Linked DNA regions of Mus musculus: region 1 is linked to region 2. Evidence: chromatin contacts called from public Hi-C data. All regions are on one chromosome and are shown on one strand. Each heading gives the region's core, a stretch centred on a gene start, on an enhancer-like site or on the middle of the called end of the contact. The rest is flanking DNA. Distances are from core to core; before and after follow the strand shown. Region 1 has its middle 45 kb from the start of Gm38579. Region 2 has its middle 42 kb from the start of 2310003N18Rik.

Region 1 (7,763 bases), core at 3,038-5,537, 250 kb after region 2:
TACATGAGTAGACTGGATATGATATCCAACCCAAGATGCATTGCGGATGACAAACATTGTCAGAAGGATCTTATTTCATGGACTCCACAGGGTCTGTTTTCTTTAAGTTAATGATTCTGAAAGTGGGTAGAGGCAGGCAGGCAGTGGCCTCTGACAGCCACAGTGTGCCAGGGAGCTGTCATGGTAAGGTTGTCACGGCCAGGCTTGGATGGACTTGGTCTCAGCTGTGCCTGTTGTGAGCTCTTTAATTGAGTTATGTGCGTTGTTGTGATTACATGTGATTTTAATTGCCACTTAAAATGTCTTTTAAAAGATTCCACTATGGTTTGGCATTGAAACAAGGAGTTACTGAACAAATAGAAAGGTATAGAATTCGAGCAGCAGGGTGGAATTTGGTATTCCTGGAGCAAAGGCCTGTTAGTGGGGTCATGGTTGGAATCCACCCTTTGGGGCTTGGGGGGGGTTGAAAAAAAACACATGTCTTACAAGACCTAAGAACAGAAGCTGTTATGTTTTATAGCTGGTATATATATATATATATATACATATATATATATATGTATATATATATATGCATATATGGCACACATGCACATATATTTATTACATGTCAAACAAAGCAAATAAAGACAAAAGACACTGCCAAGTCCTCAAGAATAGACGAAACGGATCAAGATGAGAGGCTGGTGGGATCAATTTAGCAATTTCACAGGGCTATAATTATAGCATTATGTCATAGATTGCACTACAATTTTATGTGCAAGCAATAAAGGAATGTGCTGTCAGTGCACATGCGAGGCAGGTATGGTGGCTCACGCCTGTAGTCCCAGCCACTCAGAAGTCAGAGAACAAGAGAGCCACATGATCCTAGGAGTTTAAGGACTGGACTAAAACCAATTCAAAATGGAGATCATCTTAAAATATTTCAAATAAAATTACAAGACTGTGGTTTCAAAAATATAATCAATACTAGAAGTACTAATTACATTAGACACTAGTAGAAACAATAACTGTCAGAAGACAATAGCAAGAGAAAAAGAAACTCAATCTAAGGATTACGTTTCTGAAGAAGAACTCAGAATGGGAAAGAGGAGCCACAACTGAATGTATAATAAAAGAGAACACTCCAGAAATCAACACTACAGGAAGCTGTGAACAGAGATATCAATAATTAAACAAGAGGTAGGTGTCACTGTTAGGCCTAGCTACTTAGGAGGCTAAGGAAAGTGGATAGTTTGAGCCCAGGCATTTGGGGCTAGCCTGGGCAACACAGAAAGGCCACCCACTTCAAAATGGGGGGGGGGTGTGTGAAGGAAGAAGAAGAGAAGTTAAAGAGGAGTCAAGGAAGAGTCATGTCCAGAAATATTCCAGCAAGTTTCTTCATTCTAAACAGCAGCAGTAATAAACAATTTCATGTACAACATGACCTGACAGAGACAGACAGAGGGAGGAGAGAAGAGAAGAAGGAGGAGAAGGGAGAGAAGGAGAAGGGGAAGGAGAAGAAGGAAGAGGAGGAAGAGCAGAAGAAGAAAGAAGAATACAATAAAAAAAGACATAAGGGAATAAAATCATACTGGCCCTGGTTCATTTCTCCAACAATAAAGCTAGTGACCTCTGACATGAAAAAGACACAGACCCAAGAATGTCCTCTCCATAGGCTCTAGTGTTTCAAAGGGAGCCACATTCAGAACGCCCGTCACTCACGTTTTCTTTAAATCACTTTGTTAATTTACACTCCAACTTCTCAAGTGATGAGTTGACATTAGGAAATTTAAAAGGAAGGAATGAAGGGAGGGAGGGAGGGAGAGAGAGAGAGAGAAAGAGAGAGAGAGAGAGGCGCAAGCATAAGCAATGGGCACGGGATCCATTCAATGTAGAGATCAGTCACGTGATTGTTAAAGCATGGTTACAAGACAGAATAATTTCAAAAACACGCTAGAATGGAAAGCCAAATAACACCAAAAAAAGTGATTAGCTAGAAACTCAGACCCTAAACACAATAACCTTCATGAAGGCAGGAGACACAGAGTACAGTGAAACCACACGGTTTCTTCATTCTACAGGGCTGAAAGGTAAAGACTATCAAACATCTTGATGCTTTAATAAAAGAAACGCTGTTTGGAAACTGCCTACATGTAATTTTTTATTTATTCTTTAGTAATTTTAGACATGCATACAAGGTGTTTAGATTATATTCACCCCATTCCCCTCAGACACAGACACACCAATGTACACACACACACACACACACACACACACACACACACCTACACCTCCCAAATTCACACCCTCTTCTTCTTTGTTTTTTTAACTAGTCCATTCAGTACTACCTGTGCATAAGTGTAAGGTGCCATTGCTGGACTCTAGTCAATGTACCATCGTGGCCACAACCTTGAATGCATTACATAGGAGAGCAGGGGCTGGTCTTTAAAGTAACACTTGGCCTCTGCAGTGAGGTACTCCCACCCAACAGACAAGAATATTTATATTTGTTATGAACAGAACATTAAGTTCCTTGAAGAAGTCTGCAAAGAACCCATCTCCAAGTGGTATTTAGGCCTTGCTGCCTGTGGTGGCTTGAATGTGCTTGACCCAGAGAGTGGCACTGTTAGGAAGTGGGGCCTTTTGGGAGTAGGTGCGTCCTTGTTGGAGGAATTGTGTCACTGTGGAGGTGGCCTTTGAGACCCTCCTCCTCGCTGCCTGGAAGATAGTCTTCTCCTGGCTGTCTTTGGATCAAGATGTAGAGCTCTCAGTAGAAGGATGTAGAGCCCCCTTCTCCAGAACCATGTCTTCTAGGGCACTGCCATGCTTCACGCCTTAATGATAACGGACTGAACCTCTGAACCTGTAAGCTAGCCCCAATTAAGCGTTGTCCTTTCTAAGAGATGCCTTGGTCGTGCCGGGCGTGGTGGCGCACACCTTTAATCCCAGCACTTGGGAGGCAGAGGCAGGCGGATTTCTGAGTTCGAGGCCAGCCTGGTCTACAGAGTGAGTTCCAAGACAGCCAGGGCTATACAGAGAAACCCTGTCTCAAAAAAAAAAAAAAATTGCCTTGGTCATGGTAGGATTTCACAGCAATGGAAACCCTAACTAAGACGCCGCCTATCGGTTCTTTCCATTCCTTCTCTGTAAAGATTCCTGAAGCTTGATTCCAAGGCTCAGCATTATCCTGGTCAGTGTGGGCCCTTCCACACCCATGGGCAGATCCACCTGATGCCAGATTCATGATGACCCATGTTCATCTTGTCCAGTGTCATCCCTAGCATATCTCACTCAGGCTATAGGGACAGCTCTCCACAGTAACTATGGTCACACACCAGAGAGCACTTAGGCAGACAGTACAAGAACCATCCTCCCAGGTAACATTTGTTCCCAATTTTACAAATGAGTCTGAGGAAAATTATTTTTCCCAATTACTATGATGAATGGCAGAGAAGAATCAATTTCTGGCTTAAAGTTCATTGGAGCCTACCATGCCATTTCCCTAATCCAAAAAGAGAGAGAGAAGAGAGAATAAGTCCATAATTTATTGAAGTATGAGAACAGAGACTGCCTTTTTCACAAACTAAATGAGAATAAAGCAAAGACACCAAACTAACCATCCTGTCCTCAGAGCTCACCAACCCCCCTAAACCTTCACAGATCCGATGGAGGCTCCTCCAGGGCAACCAGCTTTTTAATAAAAAGAATCCTGACCCTCCCAGGCAATGTGCTGGTCTTGGGTTTGCCTGGCAGGGACCAATTAAAGGACCGCCCATCCTATTAGCATCTGCAGTTTCTACACTAACCTTTCTCTTGCCTAGAATGGTTTGACTAAGCCTGAGAAATCTAAGCTCTAAGGAGTCTTAAAGAAAGGGCAGTATTTCTTTCTTTCTTTCTTTCTTTCTTTCTTTTTTTTTTTTTTTTTAATCTCCAGGGGTTTCTTTTTAATCTTTCTCCCCTGCCCCCCCTACCCCACATACACACAAACCAAACAAGTCTTCACACCACACCGAGGCAGCAGTGTACCAAGGACCCTGGCTAAGCCTGGGGGTACCTAGCTCCATGACTTGCTTCCCACAAATCATAAGGACTAAACCAGGGTGTGTCATGCCCCACGGATTGATCTAACTCCAGCTCCCAAGCCAGCCCCCTCCCAGACGCATCGGACTGCCTCACGTTGCACCTGAGACCGTCTTCGCCCCCAGGAACCCTTCTCCCTGCAGGGTCAGCCTAGCCCCATGCCCAGAAGAGGAGCCGCGCCCACCCGAGCCCTGGTGTTGTGGTCCTCCCTGCTGGGGCTGCACCCTGGCTGCTTATGGGCCGCTGCTGCCACCTGTCGGTTGCCTGTCTAGAGCAGCGCTCTCAAGGAGGCCCTGGCCCTGCAAGAAGACTTTACTTGTAGAAGCTTCCTGAAGAAGGAGACATCTTCCTGTCCTATCCAGGTCACTAGTGCTGCCCCTGCAAACTGGACTTGCAGATGTATGTGTTATGCCTAGCTTCTCCTGGGTTCCTTCCAGAGGCGTACCCCTCGCCCTTCTTAGCCCAGATCGATCCCTAAAGACCACACACCTGGCTCCCAGGTACCTCATAGCCACCAGGACCTACAAATCTGGGCAAGCTAGAAGCTAGCCCTTAGCTGAGACATCCTGGGGGCACAAAGAAATACAGGCAAAGGTCGTTTAAACCCAGATGCAAATGTCAGAATTCCCCAGAGCAGAAACCAAGAAGCTATTAATTAATAAACTAATTAATACTATCACAAGTTCCCCCAGGTATCCCCAACAGTAAGGCAGCTTGGAGACCCACAAGAGCAGTAGATCTAAATGACCTTTTTGACTCAAATACACGACTGTTCATCGTGTGTCTTATCTTCTGCGGTCTTCACAACAGCCTATAAAAAAATAAATATTAACCCTGCTTAATAGACAAGGAGCCAGACTTACGGAAATGCTAGGCACTGGAGGCTGTGCAACTGAAGTGGGCGGGGCCAGGAACAGAGCTTTACATATGCATGTTTATAACCCCAGTGCTGGGAAGGAGAGATAGGTGGCGCCGAGGCTCACACATATACACACACACCTGAGTCTATGGGGGAAAAAAAAAAAAAAAACAGACAGCAGCCTCTGCCCTTGGGATAAGAAAGATTTTCACCAACTTGCCCAGCAGCCTCTTTGGGTCTCCTACCTAGTTAAGCCTACTCTAAAGTCTGTATCCTAAAGACTGTGTAGCCACTAGAAGAAAAGAATACATGCAAACTGGAAGGGATGGTTTCGTTTCATTCTTAGTCACAGCTACTTTGGAATGGGGTGTGTGGCTAGTGAATCCTGCAGAGCTTCTCGGACCCTGGAAGTAAGTTAGACACTGGCTGCCTCCTTGGTTCCCATATTGACGTTCCAGGTTTCTAGCGCAGGCGCGCTGCTCTCTCTTTCTGTGGATGCAACGAAACCATAGGCTTCATGCCCTTGCGGCCGTGTTTTATCCACAAATTCCTTCTTCCTTACATTGCTCTCGTCTGGTGTTTAGTGAGAAAAGTGACCAGTACGCTGGCTTTCAGCAACCCCTGAAAAGTCAGCATCAAAAGTTATCAACTGAGTTTGAAAACTCAGGTATCAAAAGGAGCATGGATTCTGCCGCCGCGACCATACAGCGTCCTAAGCTGGTGAGTCATTTGCATAGAGTCATCTTAGGCCTTCGACTTTTCTGTGGGACTGTCTAAACATGTGACTCCTTAGCATCCAACACAGCTGTGGGGTCACCGCAGGTCCCCAAACCCTCAGCTCCAGGTTTGGGAACAGCTTGGCGCTACCCTTACATGTGGTCTCACCTCTCCCCACGCACCCCAGCTCTGCTGCAAAGACCTTCTCTCTTCCTCTGAACTGGCCAGGCCTCCTCCCACCACAATATATTTTGTCCTGTTGGTTTCTTTGCCCCGGTGGCACTTCTCCAGGTTTTAGCAGGCTTAAGCGCTTAGTCTTGGAATCCCCATTCCAGTACAACCACCCTACCCATCCGGAAGCCCACTAGGCCCCATACCCAAACACTCTCCTCAGATCAGCCTGCCCTTGCATCCCCTCAATGTCTGCAATGAGCCTGCTTCTTTTTCAGCTTTCTTCTTTTCTGTCTCCCTGAGACAATGTGCGCTTTATGAAAGCCAAGACTCGTCCACAGAACGGAGGCCAGCACTCCGCCATGATACAGTGATTGTTCTGTGAGTGAACACAGTCACCCTACACAGCTCAGACAGGTAAAAGATATGAAGACTGTTCATCGTGTGTCTTATCTTCTGCGGTCTTCACAACAGCCTTTAAAAAAAATAAATATTAACCCTGCTTAATAGACAAGGAGCCAGAAATGCTAGGCACTGGGGGCTGTGCAGCTGAAGTGGGCGGGGCCAGGAACAGAGCTTTACATATGCATGTTTATAACCCCAGTGCTGGGAAGGAGAGATAGGCGGACCCTGAGGCTCACTAGCCAACCAGGCTAGCCTGCTCTGAGAGTCCCAGGCCAGTGAGAGACCCTGATGGATACACATGAGGAATGGCACCTGAGCTTCACACACACACACACACACACAGGGCATGCAGTCACAAAAGGACAATATTTTAAACAAGAGCAGTGCTTCCCAGTACCTGGGAGTGATAGCCACTGGTAAAATTGGGAAATGGGCTAATAGCCATTGTCCTTAGGTTGGCATCTATCTCCTAACACCCTAGCCCCTCCTCTGGAGAGCAGCATGGGGATACCCAGGGAAGGCCTAGCCCTGCTGGTTCCCCTGTAAGTAGCTGGTACCGTGGAGGCCTCTGGCTGCCACATCTTCTGGCCTGAACCATGTTTCCCTTTATACTTAATAACAAGTGTGACTAGCGTGGCTGCTTTAACTGCTGTGCTCCTGTTGATTGACAGGCAGGAGGCTGGCAGACACAGCTGCAGGCAGAGACTTGGCAGGCACCAACCATGTGCCCTCTGCTGTGTTGGATGCCAAGGAGTCACATGTTTAGACAGTCCCTCAGTAGGACAGGGATTATCAGGGACCTCCTCTGCAGGCCCCAGGGGATTAGGATTGCCTTGGCCCTGAGAAGAGCTGCAAAGGAGAGACACAAACCAGGGTCCCAGTAGATGAATAAAGTTTGGGACACTCACACAAAACAAAGGTTTTCAATGGGGGAACTGGGGGTGTGACTCATTGGTAGCATGGTCCAACTTGTCTAGCATCCATGAGGCACTGGGTTTGATTCCCAGCAACACATAGAACAGGCGTAATAGTGCACACTTGTAACCAGCACTTAGGAGATACAGGATCAGGTTCAAGGCCAGCCGAGGCTACTTAGTGAATTCAAGGCCACCCTGGTTACATGAGTGCATTTGAAAGACAGACAGAAGGAAGAAAGGGAGAGGGAAGGAAGGAGAGAGAGAATATTTAAAATATCCTACATATAACTGGACCCCGGAACTTGTCTAGCTGCAGTATAATGACCAGTGTAGAGGTCTGTCTCTCTGGTGAGGCTGTGAGCTGCTCACATGACCTAACAGGTGGTCGGCAGACATGATCAGCTGGGTTTTGGCCTCTGTGTGGAAGACATTTTCATAAAACCCCAGACCTTAGAGGTCATCTCATACAACACACAGGGAACCTGCATCCAGAGATCACTACTGTGAGGAAAGGTAGCCCAGGAGAACACAAAGACTAAAGCCACAAAGACCTAGGAAAAGCCAGCCCCCTGCCTGCAGGCCTCCATCACTCTGAGGCTCTTAGCCTGTGTCACCAACCACTTGGAACAAAC
Region 2 (7,129 bases), core at 3,900-6,399:
AGAAATGCCTTCCTTTATCAGGATACCTAGAACCCAAACAGTTTGGTTTCTGAAGTCTCTATAGAAACAGTCATTCCTGGGGGCACCTCTTAGTCACATGCTTTCCTATTCCCCATTTCAAGTTCTAGCAGTTCTACAGGAAGCCACTGTGGAGGGAGTTCCCAGCTGCCTGGGATGCTCACACCAACTTAATCAGGGCCTCTAACTTGCAGAGAAGGCTCTCAGTAGAAGGCCCTGTCCCAGCTAGCGGAGCTGAGTGGCTGTTCAGATAATGGCCTGCACAGCTGTGCCATGGTAGATCTTTCCCCAATTACAGTAGCATTAGGGAAGTTATTGGAAACGACGTTCTCCCACCATTGAGTAGTAAATGCTTTGCTAATTTGCCTGATGATCCATTTATGATGGCTGCTCTCTGATCCCCTTCTACAATCCACCTTTAATGGCTGGTCTGTTAGGGTAGGCCAGACTTCTCCAATGAACCAACTTTATTTTATTATGGCTTATTATTGTATTTCGTTCAGGGAGGGCCTGCAAATGAGAAAGGAGCCCACAAAACTCGGTCATCATGGGCATAATGATTGCCAAAGCACTTAGAAAGAAAGAAAAACAAATAATAATCTTTGCTAATTGAAACAGTAAAATGTGAACAGCTCAGAATGAGCCCATGTAGAATTTTAAAAGTTGGGGGGCAGGGGAGAACACACACACACACACATGCTTCTGAGCTTTTGATAATATTCAGGGCTCTTGGACTGAAAGGTCAACTGTCTCCAGCAAGCCCTTGTTGTGTGTGTGTGTGTGTGTGTGTGTGTGTGAAGCTCTACACATGGATTATTTTTCGTATTTGGGGCAAGATTGCTCTATAATTAAATCCATTTCCCTTGAGGGAGCTTCTCTTCTCTCATGTGTGTCTGCCACGTGCTCTTTGACGAATGAGATGTGAAAGGAGGTTTGCTTCGGTTTGCATTCCAGCCTTCAATTGTCCCACTCTCTCCTTTCTCTTATTTTTTCTCCCTCAGGTTCTCCCATCCTTTGGCCATAGACATAAAATACAAACAAATCAAGGCTTCTCACAACAGCTTTGCTCAACCCTGAGCAAATTGCAGGGAAGAGCTGCCATCTAGAAGAGCGGCCAACTGTTGAGTAAGCAAATCATCACGGAATTGATTTTTTTTCCTCCCTTGTAAAGATAAACTAACTGCTGCTGAATTCTGTTGGCTCCACTTTCTCCCTTGAACCAGAAAAAAATGTGCTACGATGCAAGAAGTTTTCTGGCTTGGGAGACACCTATTTAAGAGCCCATGGACCCCAGGTAGTTGTGTTACATACAAAGTCCATGCCTCTTGGTCCATTTTAAAGTTGTTCTTTTGTTGTTATTGCTGCTGCTGTTTTTGTTCTGTTTAGTTGTTTTGCTTTTTGCTGTGAGTGAATATCTGGCCAATGCAACTTAAGGGAAGACTTGTTTTAGCTCATGGTTTGAGGGGCCACAGTTCATCACATCAGGAGGGCATGCTAGCAAGGGGTCCAATGGCAGCATGTGACTAGAACTCAGTACCTCCCCACATCTCTTTAGAACAAGAAAGAAAGAGAAGAGACTGGAAGCAAGACTGGAAGCAAGGCTGTAAAAGTCCACCTTCTGGGCACCCATTTCCTCCAGACAGGCCCTGCCTCCAAAGGTCCCGCAGCATCCTGTAACAGTGCCAGCAACTGGGAAGCAAGAATATCAGCGCCTGAGCCTGCTGGAGACATTTAATTTCCAAACCATGACACTTCAGGTCAAGCCCTACCTTTCCAGTAAGGGAATCTGAGGCAATATAAACCCAATGAAGCCAATCTCCCCCACTTGTGATTGATAACAGCTCAGGACATAATATGAAAAGGATGGTTCCCAGTCACCACCCTGTCCTCACATAGTATTGTGTAGCCAGCAAAAATATTTTCTTTATAAGTGAAGCTGAGGGTTGAGGAGATGCCGCAGCTGGTGAAGTGCTGGGCTGGTGAGCATGTGAATCTGAGTTTAATCCCCAGGACCTATAATAAGATAAAAGGCTGAGCTGAGCATGATGGTATACACTTGTAATCCCAGCAGGTTACAAGGCAGAGATGGGCAGATTCCTGGGCCTCACTGCATGGATAACTTGGCCTACTTGGGGAATTGTCAGCCAGTGAGAGATCCTGTCTCAAAAACCAAGGTGGAAGACACCAGAGGTTGTTCCTAGGTCTACACACACACATGCAACACATGCCTGAGCACCGGCATATACATGGGCATGCATACACAGACATGTAAATATACATGCTGAATAAATAAATAAGCAAAAGATAAGAGGAACAGACGTTTTTCAAAACAAAGAAAAAATGGCAGATTCATGACCAGCAGGTTTGCTCTAAAGAGATCGTCAAAGGAAGAACTGAAGGGTTTCTCTAGAGGGGGGTCTCAGAATGTGATGTCAAATGGCTATACATTTTATATTACTTATGTCTGGATATTTATAATGTTTTCGACATTAGGAATTAGTAAACTGTTTTAGATTGAGGCCCTGTTACACGTCTTCCATCAGCTTCATATATGTCTTTATTTTGGACTGATTCCTTGAAAAGATCCCTACTTACAATAGCATAGAAAACTGTGACTTCCCATAGCACATCTGAATTTCACAAAACTGAATGTCAAAGTGAGACTCCAAGTCCCCAAGCACTGCTCTCGCTGACTGACGTGACGAGGCCTGCACTAAGGAGCAGGCATCCTCCACAGGAAGGTGTAATGCTGATTTATTCTGTGTGTGAAGGCTGGCTGCTGGGAATCTAGCAGAACACAGACCAGGACTGTGTGTGCATTTACAAAGAGGTGTTATCAATGTGCCATAGAGGACCCAGACCTTGATATCCATCAGCAGTTGTTGAATTTCTTCAATGAATATCATTCTGGAGTCACAAATGAAGAGATAATAGTCTCAACAAATATAAATGTATTGAGAACTAAGCATGCTCAGAACCCAGAGCCCAGACCAGAGAATCTGGAAGTTTAATCAGTGGGACTTGCAGATTTAAGTAGCACAGAGAAGAGAGACAACCATGGAGGTTATCGGTCAACAGAGCATTCTGGTTATATGAAGCCATTCCTCCACTCATTCTCACTGAAGGCCATGACACTCAAAAGACTCCCACAAACTCCAAACACCCCAGAGGTCAGCTTAGTGAATCTGCAATCTGGGAGGAACTTTTGCTTTGCTAAGTCCAACACTTCACAACACAGAGGTCTGGGAGTTGATTATTTTTTTCTCCCTAGTTTTGTTTGCGGTGTCACAAACCATCTTTGCTGCCTGTCATATGAGTCATTATATTTGCTTAAGTATTTAAATCAAGCCCTTTACTTAAAGCCAGTGGTAGCTGAGCTTTAATTAAAGTATATTTGCATACATTAATATCACCCAGCTTCCCTACATTTTCACTGTATTTTTGCATTCAAAACATGACATTTCAGTAACAATAGTTGTCAGCCCCTCTGGCTCTTATTTATGCTACAATTACAGGTCCTGCTAATTACAGCCCGGCTGGCTTCTTCAGCCTCCTGACAAGGGCCTGTTTGCAGTCACTGCTTCCAGCCCTCCCTTGTGTAGGCTGCAGCCTTTAAAGAGCACCTCCCCCATGCCACCGTGGTGTCAAGATGCTGAACTCCTTTCATCTCTTTCTCTGTAGTGTTCCGGGACTTTGGAATTCAAGAGGAGCAAATGAAGGGGTGTTGTTTTTTGGTTGGTTGGTTGGTTGGTCAGTTGGTTGGTTGGATTTTTTTTGTTGTTTATGTTTTTGTTTTTGTTTGTGGTTTTTTTGGTTTGTTATGTTGTTGTTTTTTGTATCAGAGAGTGGGATCTGTTAGTTTTCTGCCAAACCCCTAGGATTAAAGAGAAGACCAGTGTGAACTCTTAGCCTGGAATCTTCTAGAAGGTCAAATAGTCCTGAGGAAGAAAGGGGTTTTCATATAGAGATTCTGGGCTCCCTCCACCTCCATCCATAGCTTTCCATTTCTTGAAGACAGAGGGCAGAGTTGAGAGCAGCTAGCAGCTGATATCTAATGTCACCACGGAGGGGGTGACCATCTGCTGAATCCCTCCTCTACTTCAGGATGCAGTAAAGGTGACCCTCATCTAGACAAGGATAGAATTATCCTCTCTTTTGCTCCTTTACCACTGTCTTATTTTGTGCTCTCTCTCTCTCTGTCTCTCTTTCTGTCTTTCTCTCTGTCTCTCTCTCTCTGTGTCTCTGTGTCTCTCTCTGTCTCTCTCTCTGTCTCTCTGTCTGCCTCTCTCTCTGTGTGTCTCTCTCTGTCTCTCTCTGTTTCTCCCCACCACCCCATCCAACTTGACTATGAATACTTGAGGAAAGAGACCACCACAATTTGTTTATTATTATGTTGTCTACCACCTATAGTCTCCCAATGGCATTTCAGAAAAAAAATTGATATGTAATACATAAAAAGGAAAAGCAAAGTTCCAGACCTCCACGGTCTGAACTAGAGTCATCCATTGAGTAAGATTTTGATTATGGGAGAGGATAGTGCTGGAGGCCATACCCTAAAGAAGGCTACCTCTCTGTACCCCTTAGTAGACCTGCCAGGTACCCAGCCCACGTACTATAGGGGCTTCAGGGAATGTGTGACTCTGCTCTGCCCCAGCAGCCTGCCAATCAAACTTGCCCTCTCCATGACTCCTGCGCAATGTTCTGAGATCAGAAAAACAAGTGGCTTATGGTGTCCCAAAACTGCAGAGACAACCCAGGAATGGAGGCTCTTCTAAGCACGCTCTGTGACCACAGTGGTTTTCTGGACCACACACTGAAGCCAAGAGGCCTGAAAAAGTCTGCCTGCATGACATTTCCAAACCCAGAGGCCAGAACAATAAACAGTGTGTTCAACAGGCAGAAAGCCGGTCTGATTGGGGTTTCTTGAGTTCCTGTCCAAATATTCTTCCACAAGCTCCAGTCCACAGATAATCTGTTTGTCTACTGTGAGCCCTGGAGCTGTCTGCAACCTCTGGGAACCATTGAGAGATTCCTGGCTAAAAAGGTGACAGTAAATGTCTCTACAGCACCAGTAGCAGCAATGACACATACTGAACGCCAGAAACTGCCTATAAACAAATTGGAATGAACCGTGAGGAGGAGGGGTGTTTGGCAGAGGGCTGAAGGAGAGAGTGTATGTTTGTGTTTGAGCTCATAGGCCTGGACAGCAAGCTAGACTGTCATGTCAATTTAACAGCCAATATTAAGCCATGTCTTATACTGACTCCACTGCAAGCCTTTCTGTTTCCCTGCACAACAGTTCAAATGAAAATGAAATATATATTGAACACAGATTATATGCCAAATACCATGCTGGATTCTGGAGACACAAAGATGAAGTAGACTCAGACTTTGCTGTTTGAGATTTTGCCATCTACTGAGAGAACCAAATAGTTCATTTTCTGGAATAATAGCTAATGATTTTTCGAATATATACTATGATGTTTGTTGTGTTTTGAATGAAAATGCCCCCCATAGATGCACAGGGAGTGGCACTATTAGTAGGTATGGCCTTGTTGGAGGAAGTGTGTCACTAGTGGTGGGCTTGAAGTCTCAGAAGCTCAAACCAGGCCTCGTAGTTCATGGCTCACATCCTGCTGTGGGTGGATCCAGGTGTAGAATTCTCAGCTGTCTCTCCAGCACCAGTCTGCCTGTGTGCCACCACGCTTCCTGCCATAGTGATAATGGACTAAACCTCTGAACTGTAAGCCAGCCCAAGTTAAATGTTTTCCTTTACACAAATTGTCATGGTCATGGTGTCTCTTCACAGTAATAAAAACCCCAACTAAGACAGTGGTAAAGGAGCAAAAGAGAGGATAATTCTATCTAGCAGGCATCCAGGAAAGCCTTCCTGGAGGAGGAAATATCTGAACTGAATCTAGGAACTAATAAATCCTATCCAGGTGAAGAGAGATGGGAAATGTGTCTCAGGCTACACAATCAACATGTAAATGTGTAAGGTCTTGTGTGTGTGTGTGTGTGTGTGAGAGAGAGAGAGAGAGAGAGAGAGAGAGAGAGAGAGAGAGAGAAGAGAAGAGAAGCTGATGTGTTAATATGATCAGATGAATTGTGTGTAGGAACTATTTAGAAGGCAAACATGAAAGACTCTGCCTTGAGACTCAAAGGCAAGAAAGACGCACCAAGGACAGCCTAGGGAGGGATTGCTGCCCTGAGGAGGAAAGGCAGTACCTGACATGGGGATAGTGATTATAACTGTGTCAGCAGCTTGCTGGGCACCAGATACTGCTGCAAGTACTTGACAGGAGGCAACTTAAAGGAGGAAGGATTGATTCCACCTTGTGGTTTGAAGAGATACAGCCCATCAGAGCAAGGAGAGCAAGGCGGCAGGTGGCTCTGGGGTGGAAAGAGCATGCTTACATCTGGGCAGAACAGGAAGCAGAGAAAAGACTCGAAGAAGGGCAAGACTGTAAGCCTCAAGACCTTCTCCTCAAGGCCCATTTCCCCCCTACTCTACAATACTCCCTGAAAGGTTCTTTAGCTCCCTAGACAGCTCCACTATTTAGGAACCAAATATTCAAAACTGTAAAGTCTATTAGCCTGTAAGGGGCATGCATGTTCACGTCATAGCACATGGGCTAGTTCACTTAAAGTCACAGCAAGCCTCTCACACTAGACGTTACTTTGCTTTAGAAAAAGAAGAGTGTAATATGCAAAACCGTCACACAGTTACTGAATGGTGATCCTGAGTTTTCGAGACTCAAAATTGCCCCACCTAAGGATGGAAGAAGTTGGGGTCCTCCTCTTCAGCCTCTCACCTTCACATTCCCATCCAGTTACAGTGCACTCTGGCAACCAGACAAAGCCAGCAGGAATGTGCCCTAAGAGGCAGCAGAAATCTTTCTGGAATGCCAGGAAGTACCCGGGGATGTGGGTAAGGCTTTGAGTACAGTGGGTGAGAAGTGCATCACCCTCTGCTGTGCAGGAAGCATCACTAAGCAACAGAGAGCGGGGCTCATGAGCAACAACAGCACATACAGATGTCTTTATTGATTAGCAGTAGGTGCCCAGAACCTCTGCAAAGTAGCACCTTTGAACTTGTAGAGATTGGGCT

The links. A called contact is a pair of places that touch in the nucleus more often than the background predicts.
Region 1: a contact with region 2 is called in a Hi-C map of uterus, with 3 times the contacts expected there. The contact joins two enhancer-like sites. A contact is called at or near these places in 1 of 39 promoter capture datasets (hippocampal neurons), 19 of 484 Hi-C or Micro-C datasets (the STO cell line, cerebellum, cerebral cortex and 8 more) and 1 of 115 datasets of contacts at active chromatin or transcription factors (embryonic basal ganglia).

What each region holds. Positions count from the first base shown.
Region 1 is chr9:50,433,969-50,441,731 of GRCm38.p6, forward strand. No RefSeq gene overlaps it. Among named protein-coding and RNA genes, the nearest start is that of Gm38579, 45 kb to the left of the region's middle. Within about 2 kb of position 4,288, at least 42 of the 459 cell types and tissues checked have an H3K27ac peak or open chromatin away from gene starts, as enhancers often do. A contact at or near this core is called in uterus, where this site is marked.
Region 2 is chr9:50,187,727-50,194,855 of GRCm38.p6, forward strand. No RefSeq gene overlaps it. Among named protein-coding and RNA genes, the nearest start is that of 2310003N18Rik, 42 kb to the right of the region's middle. Within about 2 kb of position 5,150, at least 21 of the 459 cell types and tissues checked have an H3K27ac peak or open chromatin away from gene starts, as enhancers often do. A contact at or near this core is called in uterus, where this site is marked.